Regions from separate parts of the Mus musculus genome. Here region 2 is linked to region 1. The links are chromatin contacts, called in public Hi-C maps. All regions are on one chromosome and are shown on one strand. Each heading gives the region's core, a stretch centred on a gene start, on an enhancer-like site or on the middle of the called end of the contact. The rest is flanking DNA. Distances are from core to core; before and after follow the strand shown.

Region 1 (6,437 bases), core at 761-3,260:
AGAGAATTGAGGATTCAGGGAGCAGGGAGCAAGGAGCAAGGAAGGACATGGAGAACCAAGACACACACACACACACACACACACTCTCTGTGTCTGTCTCCCTCCCTCCCTTGGAGTGGCTGACAGCGTGAGTCTAGAGGGAGGGGTAGACACCGATGGACAGGACACAGGGTTACTCTCAGCAGGGTCATCTTCAGCCTACATCTTGGGACAGGAACCAGTTGCTTTTGGGTTAGTGATGACTTCCTTCCCCTTGTAATATCTGGCTTAGACTCCATCCCAGCGGAACAAATGGCAACAGCAGGAGCTAATTGCAGAGCTGAGGCGGCGCCAAGCTAAGGAACACCGGCCTGTTTACGAGGGGAAGGATGGTACCATTGAGGACATCATCACAGGTGGGACGTTTGTCCACTGGGCCCAATTCCCAGAGCCTGACCTAATTCCCTTTGGTCCTGCTTCCTAGTCTGTTTTCCCATAAGACCTGATCACTGTCTCTCCTGGGCCGTAGTGTTGAAGAGTGTCCCTTTCACGGCACGTACTGCCAAGCGGGGCTCACGTTTCTTCTGTGATGCAGCCCACCATGACGAGTCAAACTGTTAGCCTGACAGGTACTGGGCACTCTAGCTGCCCTCTCTGCATGCCTTGGAGTCATCTTCTGGTAGCATCCTCCCAGTGATGGAGACACAGACTTTGCATGCTGCATGCTCTGAGAAACACAGCTTATCCCTGCATGGGTCCTCCCACTAATACTGTCCTAGCTACTAAGATCCAAGGGTTAAGGTGTCTCTGGGCCAGGGTTAGGAGCTAGGCCAGAGCAGGCAAGACCTAATGCTTTGGATGACTGAGGCTCCAGTCATAGACCCAAAGTATCTTGCTTGGGTCCTGGTCTCCCCTAAGAGTTCTAGTAGCTCCTACTCAGGGATAGATGTCCCTAACCTCTGCTTCTTGACATCTAGTTTGGCTTAATATTTTCCTGGGTGGCCTTTAGTTTCCTATGCTACCCTCTGAGAATCGTTCCAGCAGTTTTTCTAGCTGGCTCTCAAGCCTTCCTCTAAGAGCTTCCCTGACCTTTTCATGGCTGACTTCTTCCTCAGGTGCTGTCTTGCTCGGTGTCCCTGCCTAGTCACTGTTCATGCGCTTGTTTTCCCCACAGGCTTTAACCACCAACGCATGGTCGTTCACAGTCAAGTCAGGAGTGCTGTACCACCCAGTGGCCCTCCTCGAGCTCCAGGTCCCCACTGAGATCCTCCTGGAGGCAGAAGTACCTTAATTCTCAGAGTCCTGCAGATCTGGACAGTGGGCCCAGGGCCCAGCAGAAGGCTGTGTTGTTCAAGCTCCTGCTGCTCCAGCTGAGGCTGGCTCGTCCCTGTGCCACTGTGGGCACTAGGTCTATAGGGGTCTGACATTTCCCTAGTGCCCCCCATAGTGCACTTTGCCCCAAGTCTTCAACTTCATTTCCTGAAGGGTCAGTTCAGGGCTGGGAAAAACCACTTCCGGCTTCAGCACACGAGGGTACACAGCCCCCCTCTTCCCAGGGTCTAGTGGGATCCTAGAGGAGGAAGTACATCCAAGAAGAAATACGGGTCCCCCCACCCCGCCTTTGCAATCCCACAGTCAGCTCTGGTTTAGAGAGTATCCACACTAATGGATCCCTGGACTCTGCCAATATTGGATAATCTTTGCCTGGGCCCACTCTGCTGAGCCCTAGTAAAAAGGGACAGAGGAGCAATGGCAGGCCCACTGGCTGCCTGCGTCTTCAGGGTTCTTTTGTTGCTGTTCTGCTCTCCTAGACCCATGTCCCACCCACCTTGGCACCCATCTTCTTGGCTTCCTGAGCCAGCTGCTGTCCTGCATTGCCTCCTGCTCCACTTCCTTAAAACCAAAGGATTGTGGAGGAAGACCTGTGGCTTTCAAAAGTGGAAAAAGAAGGGCTAACACTTAACATGCAGAGTGGGTGGCAGTGGGAGCAGCTGACCCCTGGCGGTCTCCCTCTGGATGGGCACTTCCTGCTCCAAACAATGCAAGGAAGGGCTTGGACCCCACCCTGCCTGCTGTCTTCCCACTGATTGAAGAGCAGAGGCACTGTCTGTCCCAGCTCCAAGACTGCTAGAGGAAGGATGTGCCGCAATCTCACCTTTCCTCAGCTAGGTGGACTCTGGCCCAGGAACAGGCAACAGAGGATCTTCACAGACTATTTGCTCAATTCCCTACTGGGCTCTGACCCTGGAAGGGAATGCAGGGGCACTTTGTTTTGTATATGTATCTTTTCCTTTCTTGTACATAAATCCCAGACCTCTCAACAAAGTCTTGCACCAAGCTGTCTTCTCTTTGTCAGAGTGGCCATGAGGATATGAGTTTGGGTGGGAAGTGTTTTCCTCCATTTCAGGAGTGATGAGCCTAGATGGCAGGGGAAGCCTGGCTGGGCTTTAAACACAGGGAGGAAGCTGTCAGAACTGGAGTGCCCTCTGCTGGTCCCCAGTGGATAGTACATGAAGAGGACAAAGGAGTTGTAGATCATGTTATAAATATTATTTAAAAAACAAAACAGAACACATACATCGGGTCCCAGGGGAGAGGAAGTAGTGGTGGAGCCCCAGGGCCAGGTCAGGCAAGAGCAGGCACTGATGCTAGAGGGTGAGGACCCTGCCCTCGGCCACCCAGGCTGTGTCCAAGCAGCCTGTCTCTTTCCTGGAGACCCCTTCTCACACTATCTACTGGCATCACCCACCCCGTGGTATAGACTGCCCATCTCTGGTCTGGGGCTGAGGGCAAGGACTGCACTAGTCTGAGAACTAGGGGACCCTTGAACACCAAAAGCAACCTTGAGAGGTGCTAACAGTAGTGTGTTGGGGGTGGGTTACTTTAGGAAAAGTGGACACAGACCAGACAAGACGAAGGAGTCTGAGGCAGATGCTGAGGCGACCCTGGAGCCACTGCCTCACGAAGTCCAAGGCAGAAAGTAGCTCGTGGGGTCATTGGTGGTCGTCCAGCTGCTGTAGGAGTGTCCGCCTTCGCCTCTCCAGCTCCCCCTCACTCAGCTCGCTTTCTGACGTGTCCCAGCCTGTCTGTTGAGCAAAGGTGTGACTTACCTGAGCCCCCTAGTCTGTGTCACAGGCTGGGGCGAAAGCCAGGTCCTCCCATTCACCTTCTCCTTCTTGATTCCGAAGCCTGGGGAACGGTTAGGGAGCTCTGCCTGCCGGGGTTCCCTGTCCTGTTCCTGTTCTCTGTCTTCACTCTCCTTACCAGCTTTGTCTTCGGGGTCCGTCTCACTGTCAGGACTGGTCTGTAAGAGTTCAGAGCCCATCTCAGCAGTTGAGCGGCACAGCTGGGAGGCAGGTGACATGACTGCAGAATCTCAAGACGACTCCTCCACTCACCGACTTGTGTCTTCTTTTCTTGGTTTTCTTTTTTGGTTTCTTGGTTTTCCGAAGACCATGATCTATAGGGTTTAAAAAAAAAAATCTACGCTGAGTCCCATCGGGAGAAGGCAGCTCCTTGCCTGGGCAGAGATAGGAAGTCTTGCTCCACAGTGAGGCCCTCCCATCCCAGTCAGCCCTCAGCGGTCTGGGATTTGCTGTGCCTCTATCCCAGCACTCTAGTTCCCGGGCTCCTAGAAACTGCTTACCTGACCCAAGAAGAAGGTGGGAAGATGGGGAGCCTGGTCCTCCAAGAGCAGCACCCCCACTTTCAACTGAATCAAGTGAGGAGGAGGGCTCAGAGCCAGATTCTGAGGGGTTCCGCCTCCTCCGCTTGGGGGGCCGGAGGGATGGTGGGGGCAGCTCCTCTTCATCTGACTCAGAGCCCTAGGCAGAGGAGTAATACTGGTCAGCCCAGAAGCCCTCATCTAGGAACTGGGGACAGGGAGTTCAGAGCCAAGGAGGTAATGTATGGGGAGAGGTGTTTAATTTGTATGAAACAGTCCAGCCTCACCCATGTCCCTCTACCTGCCGACTCACTGAGGGTGAGTGTGAACGCTTGCGATGGTGTTTCTTGCCCTTTCTGCCATGCTTTCGGCCTTTGGTGTGGAGGTGCTGGCATTCAGTCTGCTAGAGGCAGAGGGAGAGGTGAGAACCTTGCCTTCCTGTCTCAGCTAGGGCCCTCTGTCTATTCTAGGGCACCCTCAGTCCTTCCCTTCTTTAGCTGGGCAGGTAAAAGAGCCTTTACGGTGACAAGCTATTGAAGGTCTCATGCAAGCCTAGAGTTCAAAGATACATAGATCAGGGTGGCCAAGTGCCTTACCTCCAACACCTGCAGGAACTCTCGGAAGAGCCGGATCCGCTCCGACTCCAGGGTGATCTGCTCAAAGGCTGAGTCGCACACAAAGCGCTCACGGACCTTGAACGGGGAGAGCACTGCTGATCAGACCAGGCCCTGCCTGGACCAGCTTGGACACCGCCACGAGAACTGGGCAGGGCTGGGGCAGAGGAAGGAAGGGAACTGGAGCTGGCCCAGGGCTTGTGCTGTGACTGGGGTGGGCCCTCAGTGGTGGAGAAGCTCCGCTGCCCTCAGGCCTGAGGGTGATTGGGGCCAGGCTGTGCTTCTGACCTCTTCCCAGGCAGTGCCCAGCTCCAGAGCAGGCACGGCCTGCCTCAGCATGCTTCGAAAGGCAGCTTCTCTGCGCCGCATCCTTCGGGCCTCCTCCTTTTCCCGTTCCCTCTCCCGTGCCTCTGCTTTTTCCAGCAGCTGAAGGCAAAGGGAAACAGAATAGGGTCAGGGGTACCTTAAGAGGTAGGAAGATGTGTCCCAAACCCAAGATAATCAGCAGGGCAGTTAGGAGGAACAAGACATTGGGGTAAGTGAGAGGACCACCCAGGCTTGCCCGTCCCCTCACACTATTGAAGGTCAGCTTGATGTTGCCTGCGTCCAGCGCAGCAGCCCTCTTGTCAAAGCTTATGACGTGGGCGAAGTCCTCAAATGCTGTGTTCACCTCCACACAGAAGCCCCGATCCTGTGGGCACAGCAGTGTGTGAAGGCCAGGGGCACCACAGGCCAGTGGGCAAAAGGGATCAGGCTGCAAGGTGTTCAAGCCTGGCCTCTGCCCTCAAATAGGATCCATAAGACTTGTGACACACCTTAGAAACCATGCTAAGTCTTCATCTTACTGGCCCCATCCGACCTGTGTGGATTCATATGGAGCCAAAAGAGTCAGCAAGTGTCTTCCGTCTTGATAGATGACTGAGTTATTACAATTAGGTCTTTGTTCCTCTGGCCACAGCTGGGCCTTCCTGCTGCTCATGGAAGCTGCCATGCATGCTTAACATCTGGTCTATACCCTTTGCCTCATGTTCTGGGTGCTTACTGGGTAGTAGGTTCTCTGCTGAGTGCTTGACACGTTTCTCCACTAATCCTCTCATACTAGGTCAGTCTTCTAATTTTATGCAGACCAGAAAAATGAAATCACTTATTCTAACATATCCCAGGTCTAAATCCCAAATCTGCTTTCAGCCACTACACCTACCCTGAATGCATAGGTCCAGGAAGAGATGTTGGCCATCAAGTGTATAGCTCTCCATCAATATTTAAATCATGTTCATTGTCTTAAGTACACAGCCAGGTTCTGTATTTCTCACCAAAAAGCCTCCATGTGCTAGTGAAGTTAAGGTGCAGGAGAGGAATCTCACTTGGCCAAGCTGATAGGTAAATGGAATTCTGTGTCACAGGCCAGCTTGCCTGTCCTTTCACACAGCTGGCTTCCTCCAGTCTTCCTGCCTGCTGATGGCAGGAGTATACATTGCTTTTTCCCAGGAGTCTTTTCTCTGTCAAGGCTCAGCCCTTCCTGAACACATCCTTTCTATGAGTGAGGTCACAACCAGAGGACTCTGGGTATACAGCTCTGTCTCCCTCCCTTGAAACCTCAGTCTCACTGAAGCTGAAGCCTTCTGTTTTTGTTAAACTATCAGGCCAGGATCATGTCTCTGCCATGCCTCAAGGCTGGGGTTGCAAGCATACCCAGATTTTATGTAGGTGCTGAGGACTCAAGCACAGGTCCTTGTGCTTGCGTGGCAGCCCTTATCTCCCTAGTACGGGCCTTCCCCTGGGAAGGCTTGGACTACATCTTCTTCACTCTCCTCCCCAGGAGCACACAGCTCACTTCACTTAGAATATCCCTCTATCTTGCTTTTAGCGTCTCAAGCTAACTAACTGGTTCTTTCCCTCGGTTTCAATTCCTTAGACACAGCACAAGGAAAAGAAATAAACAATAAGAGATTGTTATAAGCAAGACACTTGACAAAATGGTAAAAAAAAAAAAAATTCTAGCTGTTATTTATCTCTTATATATGGATTGTCCGCAATTCGCAGAGGTTTTCGGGCCAAAGAGCAGACTACTGTGCGATGTGTGCAGTACTCTCCTCTCCAGGGCTGTTTGTGGTCACTTCCCCTGTGTTAATGTTCCTGAGAACTACCCTTACACTAGCTTTTTACCTGACCTACATCTT
Region 2 (6,931 bases), core at 19-2,518, 260 kb before region 1:
GGACAAGGAGGAGGCCTGAGAGGCACCTGCTTTCCTGGTTTGGGGTACAGAGTGCGTGCTGTGCTGAAGGGGTCCCCAGATTTCTAGATCTGCAGAGCGTGGAGACCAGGGCTTCACCCTCAACTCTCAAAGTGCCCCAGGTGCTGTTCACCATTATAACAGGAAGGCAGACTCCAAGAGTCTCTTCCAGCAGGCTTCTGCTAGGTTCTGGAACTTCCGATATTAACACATGAGCACATCTGATCTCCCGTCTCCCTTTCCAAGTCTGCTTCTTGGTTGGTGAGACAAAGCCCATATGGCACCTCAGATAGTTGGTTGAGGCAGAGATTATGGGTTTTGTGGTTGAATCAGGGTCTGGGGGATTAGCGGCGCTCCCTGCTTGGAACCTGCCCCCAGACACAGAGCTGTCAGCAGTTGCCTTGTGAGGGGCCCTATCCAGTCCTCCCATGCTCAGTGCTGCTGGGATGTCTCATCCCTTCCTCTCTAGATCCTTGCCGCTGCTCCCTGGAGTCCCCGAGGGCCCAAAGGCCTGTCTGTGCTAGGTTGCTGTGTCCTGCTACAGTCTAGCCTAGTCCTCCTATGGAGTCTAACAGAAACCGAGGCTGCTTTTCCTTGGTGGTGCTGGGTGGAAGGCCCCACACTCGATGCTCCGGGTGACTCTGTTGCTCTCCTTGGGTAGCTGTGTTCCTGGCCTTCGGCTCTCTGTTTACTCCCCCACCCCCCTGCTCAGAGTCTGTCCCACCCACCTCACCCCTCACAAGGGTTTTCAGTGTCTGCCCCTCCCAGAAGGGATGAAACTCGGGCTACTCACAGCATTGACAGCCAGGTCCCCGCGGATTTCTACAGGGGTAATCTCATGGAGGATGGCGGCCCCGGCCACGGCCCCCAGCAGCTGGGCAGCCACGTAGAAGGCAGCTCGAAGGAAGGAGACATGGCAACCCACCAGGCACGCCACAGTCACAGCAGGGTTGATGTGGGCCCCGCTGACATGGCCCAGAGCCTGAACCAGGGTGCCAATGCCCAGACCAAAGGCCACGGCAATCTGGAGCACAGAGGGTGGGGAGCTGGCCCACTGGAGGGCTGAGCCAAGGCCAAAGAAGACGAAAAGGAGCGTGGCCAGGAACTCGGCCAGCACCGCTCGGGAGAACGCTATGGACCGGAGTTCCCACATGCTGCTCGGCCTTCTGAGCGCTGGCCAGTGGTCTGGGCCACGGGGGTGGCTCTTCCTCCCTCCCTCTCTCTTTCTCTTCTCTCTTCCTCTGGGCCTCCGGAGAGGCTAGACTGTGGGCACTTATAGGGCCTTCCTATCGTAGACCTGGGCACGTGGGGTGGAGGAGGCGTTCCTGCCAACCCTGTGCTCCCCCATGGCGGACTTGCCCCCATCCCTGCTCCTGCCCACCCGAAGGCCTATCACCCCATCTTAGCTTTCACAGCTGACTAATGTTCTCCTCATTAATGGACTCCAGATAAGGATTGACGTCTCTGTTTTCCTCGTTTTTTCCTCAGTTACCCCATGGAGCTGCCTCAGGGCTGCCCCAGCCCCCACAATGACCACCAGCACCAGTTCCTGCAGAGGAGGCTGTGTCCAGTGACCTTCTCTTTGACTAAAAGGCTGGCCAAGGAAGGGGCAATGCCTTACCCCAAACTGTGAGGAAATGTGGGCGCTGCCTTTCCGCGGACTGGATGGTCTTTCTTCTGGAAGAGGATGGAAAACAACTGGCTGGCCTGGGACAAATTTCCAAGGCAAAAGGTCTTGGGCTTGCTTTCTTGCAGTTAATCACCCATAAGTCATTATGTTCCACCTTCACCCAGGAATCTCAGCCAGAGAGGAACTCCCATTGCCTGGAGCCAAAGGTGGCTTCAGTGGCCCTGGGACCCTAGCCCTGCGTGATAGAGTCACCAAGGTCAACTTAGGAACATGAGGGTTTCTGTTCTGCAGCACACACTCATGTCGTTGAGATGTGACAGTTCTGCTCTGCCTGTGTACATGAGATAATAAAACTATCTCATAGGACAGAGATTTGCATTAATATGGCTCCTGGTTCTCAGGAAGAACTCAGGTTTTGTCAGCTATTGCTCAGTGCTATTTGCATTTTGAGGCAAACAGGTCTCCCCCAAACTCAGAGTCTCCAAGGCTACAACAGGCTCTAGATACCATCTCGAGCTCAGAGCCACCCTTACCACAGGAGGAAGATGTTTCTGGAGTTGCAGCTAGCTCTCCAGGCTCAAGGAGGCCATGGTGCCTGCTAGTAACCTCTAGTCTTGGTGCCACTAAGCTTGGTCAGTGTTCTGCAAGGCCACTGCTGTCACAGCTCTGATGGCTGTTGAGGCTCAGAAGACGGACCTACCCTACGCCTCTTCTTTCTTTGGGGATCCAAAGGCAGGAGGGCCTACAGTGCATCCAGATGGCGGGCTTCTAGTCCTCCTGGCCAGCCACAATCCAAGGAACAGGAATGTGGGAGAAACCGATGATCGTAGGATAGAGATACTTACACTAAGGGGTGACTGAAGCCAAGGGAGGGCCTGTTACTCACCCAAGGTGCCCCAGAAGAGTGGTGGCTGAGCTCAGGCTAGAACCTAGAGAGGAGTGCTTTCCTGACACCCTCACTCCCCAGGCATGCTCTGAGCCCTGGTCTCCTCGCCCAGACAGCAATGGCAGTGATGTCCCTCCCATACATTTGTTTTCAGAATGTAGTAAGATGCACAAAAATCCCCCACATACACAACACGGGTCCATGCACATTTACCCCGACCCCCACATGACTAGCAACTCTTGCCATTAGGGGGAAAGACAAGAATGAGGAGGAAGAAACAATACATGACCCCAACAGAGGCCAGCTCAGAGGAGCCTCTGGGGATGTGGGCTCAGGTAGTACTCCCTGTTCAGGGTCCTCCTCCCCACTTCCATCCCCCACCCCTGCAATCCACGCTCTCCAGAAAGACTCAGAGGGAGGGTGGAAGAATCTTGCCTTGAGAAGGGTACCTGTGACTCTGTTTTCTTCTTCAACCATAGCACACCCAGAAAGGGTGGAGGGTATCAAGATTGGGCCTTGATGATACATACTATCTTGTATGTACTGTCTACCATACCCAGGGAATGTATCATGTTTTATCTTGATGATACATACTATCTTGTATGTAGTATCTTCCACCCTCCATGTGCCCAGTCCCTGCCTGGCTCAGGGGCACCTGGAAAACCCCCAGGCCATATTGAGCTGAACTGTGACAGTGGTTCCAAACCCACCGTTGACTATCGAGTTCCTGAGTGACCTTTGGTGAGCCACACACCCTTTCTGATCTATACACTGTGTATGATCATGAGAACAGCAGTCACTGGTTCTGACCCTAAACAGCACCGCCTCTAACCAACCTGGCGTCATGGTAGACCCATAATAGGTGTCGCTGCTTCTGTACAGCCCAGGAAACCACACACCAATTTGTGTGGTTTTGCCATACATCCACATTTCCACGGTGCGGGAGGTGTGGTTCTGTGGAAGAGCACTTGCCCAGGACATGGTAGTAAATCCTGGGTTCCATTCCCAGTGCCGAAAACAGCAGCAGCAGCAGCAGCAGCAGCAGCAGCAGCAGCAGCAGCAGCAGCAGCAGCAGCAGCAGCAACAACAACAACAACAACAACAACAACAACAACAACAAGTAAAACAAAAAAGCAAGGATGGGATCAGCCAGACCATGATAGCCATGGGTCTCATTTCACAGACTAGAACATGATGCCCGGAGACTGACTTCCAGGAGCGGTGAGAATATTCTGGTCTGATCCCAAGCCAGCGGGGAGGGGGAGTTCAGCCATAACCGCATGGTCTATGCCCCGGCTTTGTACTCAGCCTTCCTTCATGCCAGGGAAGCAGCAGCAGCAGCATCCCTACCGGAGGCCCAGCTGCGGCTGTGGGTTCGCATGCTCCCGGAGGCCGCCGCCGTATCCTCCCGTGTTTGCTTTTGCTTTTGTTTATCTTTACCCTTCCAGCCTCGCAAATTGTGGGTCACAGAACTGAATGAGGGGCTCACGCCAACCTTGGCCACGGTAAAAGGTTTCTGAATGCACAACAACAATCAAAATCAAACGTCTGATGGATTCCAAGCGTTCTTGGTGGGGTCAGCTGTGCTCCATTGTGAGACTTGACTGCTCAGCCTTGGTTCTGGACACAGCTCATGCACTTTGTAGGCACATGGGGTACACACTCCCCAAGGCCGGCAAACCCGGCCTGAAGCTCCTTGGTGAGATCTGACATTGTTGTGTTGTGACTTGCAGTGTTTTTTTTGTTTTTGTTTTTGTTTTTGTTTTTTTACTGTACGTAGTCAGCTTTTTGTGCTTATAGAAATGTGTTGGTTTAATTATGAAAATAGACCTTAATATTTTCCCACCGTTATTTCTCAGCATGTATCATGCTTGAATACCTGTAGATTATATCATGTTAGAATGTTTGATTTTAAAAATCTTGCTATTTGGGGGCTGAGGAGGAGGCTCGGTGCACCCTGATCACAGCCTGAAAGTGTGGCTCGTATCTGCAATCCCTGCACTTGGAAAGCTGAGGTAAAATGATCAGGAGTTCAAGAGTTCAAGACCAGCCTGGACTAATGAACAAGTTCAAAGCTAGCCCAGGCTATGTGAGACTCTGTTCCAAAACCACACATGCACAAATAAATTAATGAATTAAAAAAACAATAAAAGTTTCTGTTGGAGTTGTTGACTTCCATTAAAAAAAAAAAAAAAAAGAGTTGCTCAATGGATTTTGTCTTGTGATGAGGATAGAATTTCTGACAATTTATGAGCTGACTCTAAAGCTACTTTTTTTTGAACTACATATTTATATGAACCAGTGTTTCATATTGACCACCACGAAATCTAAATATAGAAAACACTGAAGATGTACATCTTGTAGTATCAAACATTTAGTCGGAAACTTAGTAAGTCTGTTCGTAAAATAAGTGGAGAGATCCTTCTCAGTGTGTGACTTTGCTTTTGTCTTTAATAGATGGTAACATCACATGTCTATCAAAGAAAGTTTTTTAAAAAGTACATTTCTTTGTGGTTTCTTATTAGTGTTTGAGATGTGTGGCTATTTCATACTCCTTCGTTCCTGGGGCTGCAGAAAACTTTCTCGGGCGCAAAGGGTTGTGAATGGGAGATACTCAAGCCATGGCTTGTCTGCCTAGCCATCCATTGAGCCATAGGAGGTTTAGGGAGCCAGCTCTGCATCTGTGATCCATTGCTCAATGGATTCTGGGCAGCAGCGTGATGTCTTGGATGAGTGGGAATGCACCCCACAGCCCTAAACTGTGGTTGGGAAGGACGTCTGATGGTTGAGCTTCCTGTAACACAACAATTAGAATTTCTTAAATTCAGAGAACTAAAAATGCTTCCTCACCAGCCAGCATCATTCTCAGCTACTGAAAGAATCTCTCTCTCTCCTCAGAAATCCAGTCTTCAAGCCTGAATCACCCTGCATAGCAGATAGGCCACGAGATCTCCTCCCGCTCAAGCATAATGGCTGGGAGGAGATGCTCTCTTTTCTTCCTTCATACCCTCCCCATCTCCTGCTTCTTGTTTTTGACAGTATCCAAGGTTGGTTTCAGAGTCTGGTCCTCCTGCCTAAGTACCCCCACTTCCATCCCTTCACAGTAGCTTCTTCACCATTCTGTGCTACAGGAGCCGTGACGAGTCATACCATTTTCTTTGAAAGAATTTAGACCATGTTTATTTAGTGTGTTGGGAGTTGCACATCTACTATGGTATGCGTATGGACATCGGAGGACAACCTCTAGGATACAGTTCTCCTCTACAACCAGGTGGGTCACGGGAATCAAATTTGTCTTCAGGCTAGACCGTAAGCACCTTTATTCTCTGAGCCCTCTTGCTGGCCTGAGGTATGGTCTCTTCAAGACTGACAACCGCTGTTTCTTTCAGAACTCGCTGTTGCCAACCCTCAGATACCATGTTGCAAATGCTGTTGCAGGTGTTGACTGATGAGCGTGTGAGTGGCGATGACTTTGTTCTTTCCTTGGTAGTAAGTAAACCGCATAAAGCCACACAGCAGCTTCGTCTCCTGGTGGGCTCTTCTGGCGTACTTCTGGCTATAGCCACGAACATCTGGGTATTGCTTGGCAAGAAGACAGGGAATTGTGCTCACTCTTGGATCAGTAAGACTGGATTTTCGCTCATCCACTCCTGCATCTTCCGGAGTGCTTAGTAACTCTGCCTAATGCTGAACTGTGTAAATTGATGTGTTTATTCAATCACAGTTGATTTGTACTGATTTCTCCCCCCCTCGCCTGCCCAATTCTTCCTTCCCAAGCTCATCTACAGGTTGAATGAGTTTTGTGGCCCATTACATTTAAGGTTCATGAGCACAGGCATCAGATCGTTCACTTGAACATGGACCTCTAAGGAATGACTACACGCTTGAAGAACATGACTTCCTCTCTCCCAGCAACCATTAACTACCCATGGTTCCTCTGGGTGGGGCTTCAGGAGCTCCACCCTCATTCTCAATGGAATGTTAGTGGGCCCTATCTTGTACAGGTTGCACGCAGGTGATCTCCCCTGCTGTGAGTTCCCGGGTGCAGTGGCCCAGGAGATGCTGTTCTACAGAATCCCTTCCCATCCCTCTGGATGTTACCTGAGCCTTAGAGGGAAGTACATCGATTAGATGATCCACTTAGGATCTACTTGGGGCCGAGCACACCACAGTTACTTCTTTTCCACACTTTGATGAATAGCGAGTCTCGGTTATTATCCACTGGCCACTGCATAAAGAAACGCCTTTGATCAAGGATCTACAGCTATAAACAGAAGTATTTAGAATGCAGTTTAACACACCATGTCCATTTAGCAAAAGAGCTGTAGGAGTAAGTCTCTGCATCCCCAACCAGAGCCTATGATCTCAGCAGCCATGGGCTATACAGGAGTACAGCA

Evidence for each region. Hi-C and Micro-C count contacts between places; a contact is called where the count stands out from the background.
Region 2: a Hi-C map of cerebellum shows a contact between it and region 1, with 2.0 times the contacts expected there. The contact joins the promoter of Aqp2 here to the enhancer-like site in region 1. A contact is called at or near these places in 1 of 39 promoter capture datasets (embryonic stem cells), 3 of 484 Hi-C or Micro-C datasets (cerebellum, nephron progenitors and pro-B cells) and 1 of 9 other capture datasets (liver).

The regions. Positions count from the first base shown.
Region 1 is chr15:99,313,089-99,319,525 of GRCm38.p6, reverse strand. Prpf40b (pre-mRNA processing factor 40B) reads right to left here. Exons shown (of 26, transcript NM_001370635.1): 19 at 4,832-4,948; 20 at 4,546-4,683; 21 at 4,240-4,335; 22 at 3,957-4,043; 23 at 3,626-3,803; 24 at 3,378-3,439; 25 at 3,146-3,283; 26 at 2,508-3,065. The coding sequence ends at 2,973. It overlaps Fmnl3 (formin-like 3), which reads left to right. Exons shown (of 27, transcript NM_011711.2): 25 at 272-395; 26 at 509-608; 27 at 1,154-2,314. The coding sequence ends at 600. Among named protein-coding and RNA genes, the nearest start is that of Prpf40b, 21 kb to the right of the region's middle. Within about 2 kb of position 2,010, at least 80 of the 459 cell types and tissues checked have an H3K27ac peak or open chromatin away from gene starts, as enhancers often do. A contact at or near this core is called in cerebellum, embryonic stem cells and liver, where this site is marked.
Region 2 is chr15:99,573,393-99,580,323 of GRCm38.p6, reverse strand. It overlaps Aqp2 (aquaporin 2), which reads right to left and starts at 1,268. Exons shown (of 4, transcript NM_009699.3): 1 at 812-1,268. The coding sequence starts at 1,171. It overlaps Gm34765 (a long non-coding RNA gene), which reads left to right. Exons shown (of 5, transcript XR_875660.2): 4 at 1,507-1,750; 5 at 3,544-4,672.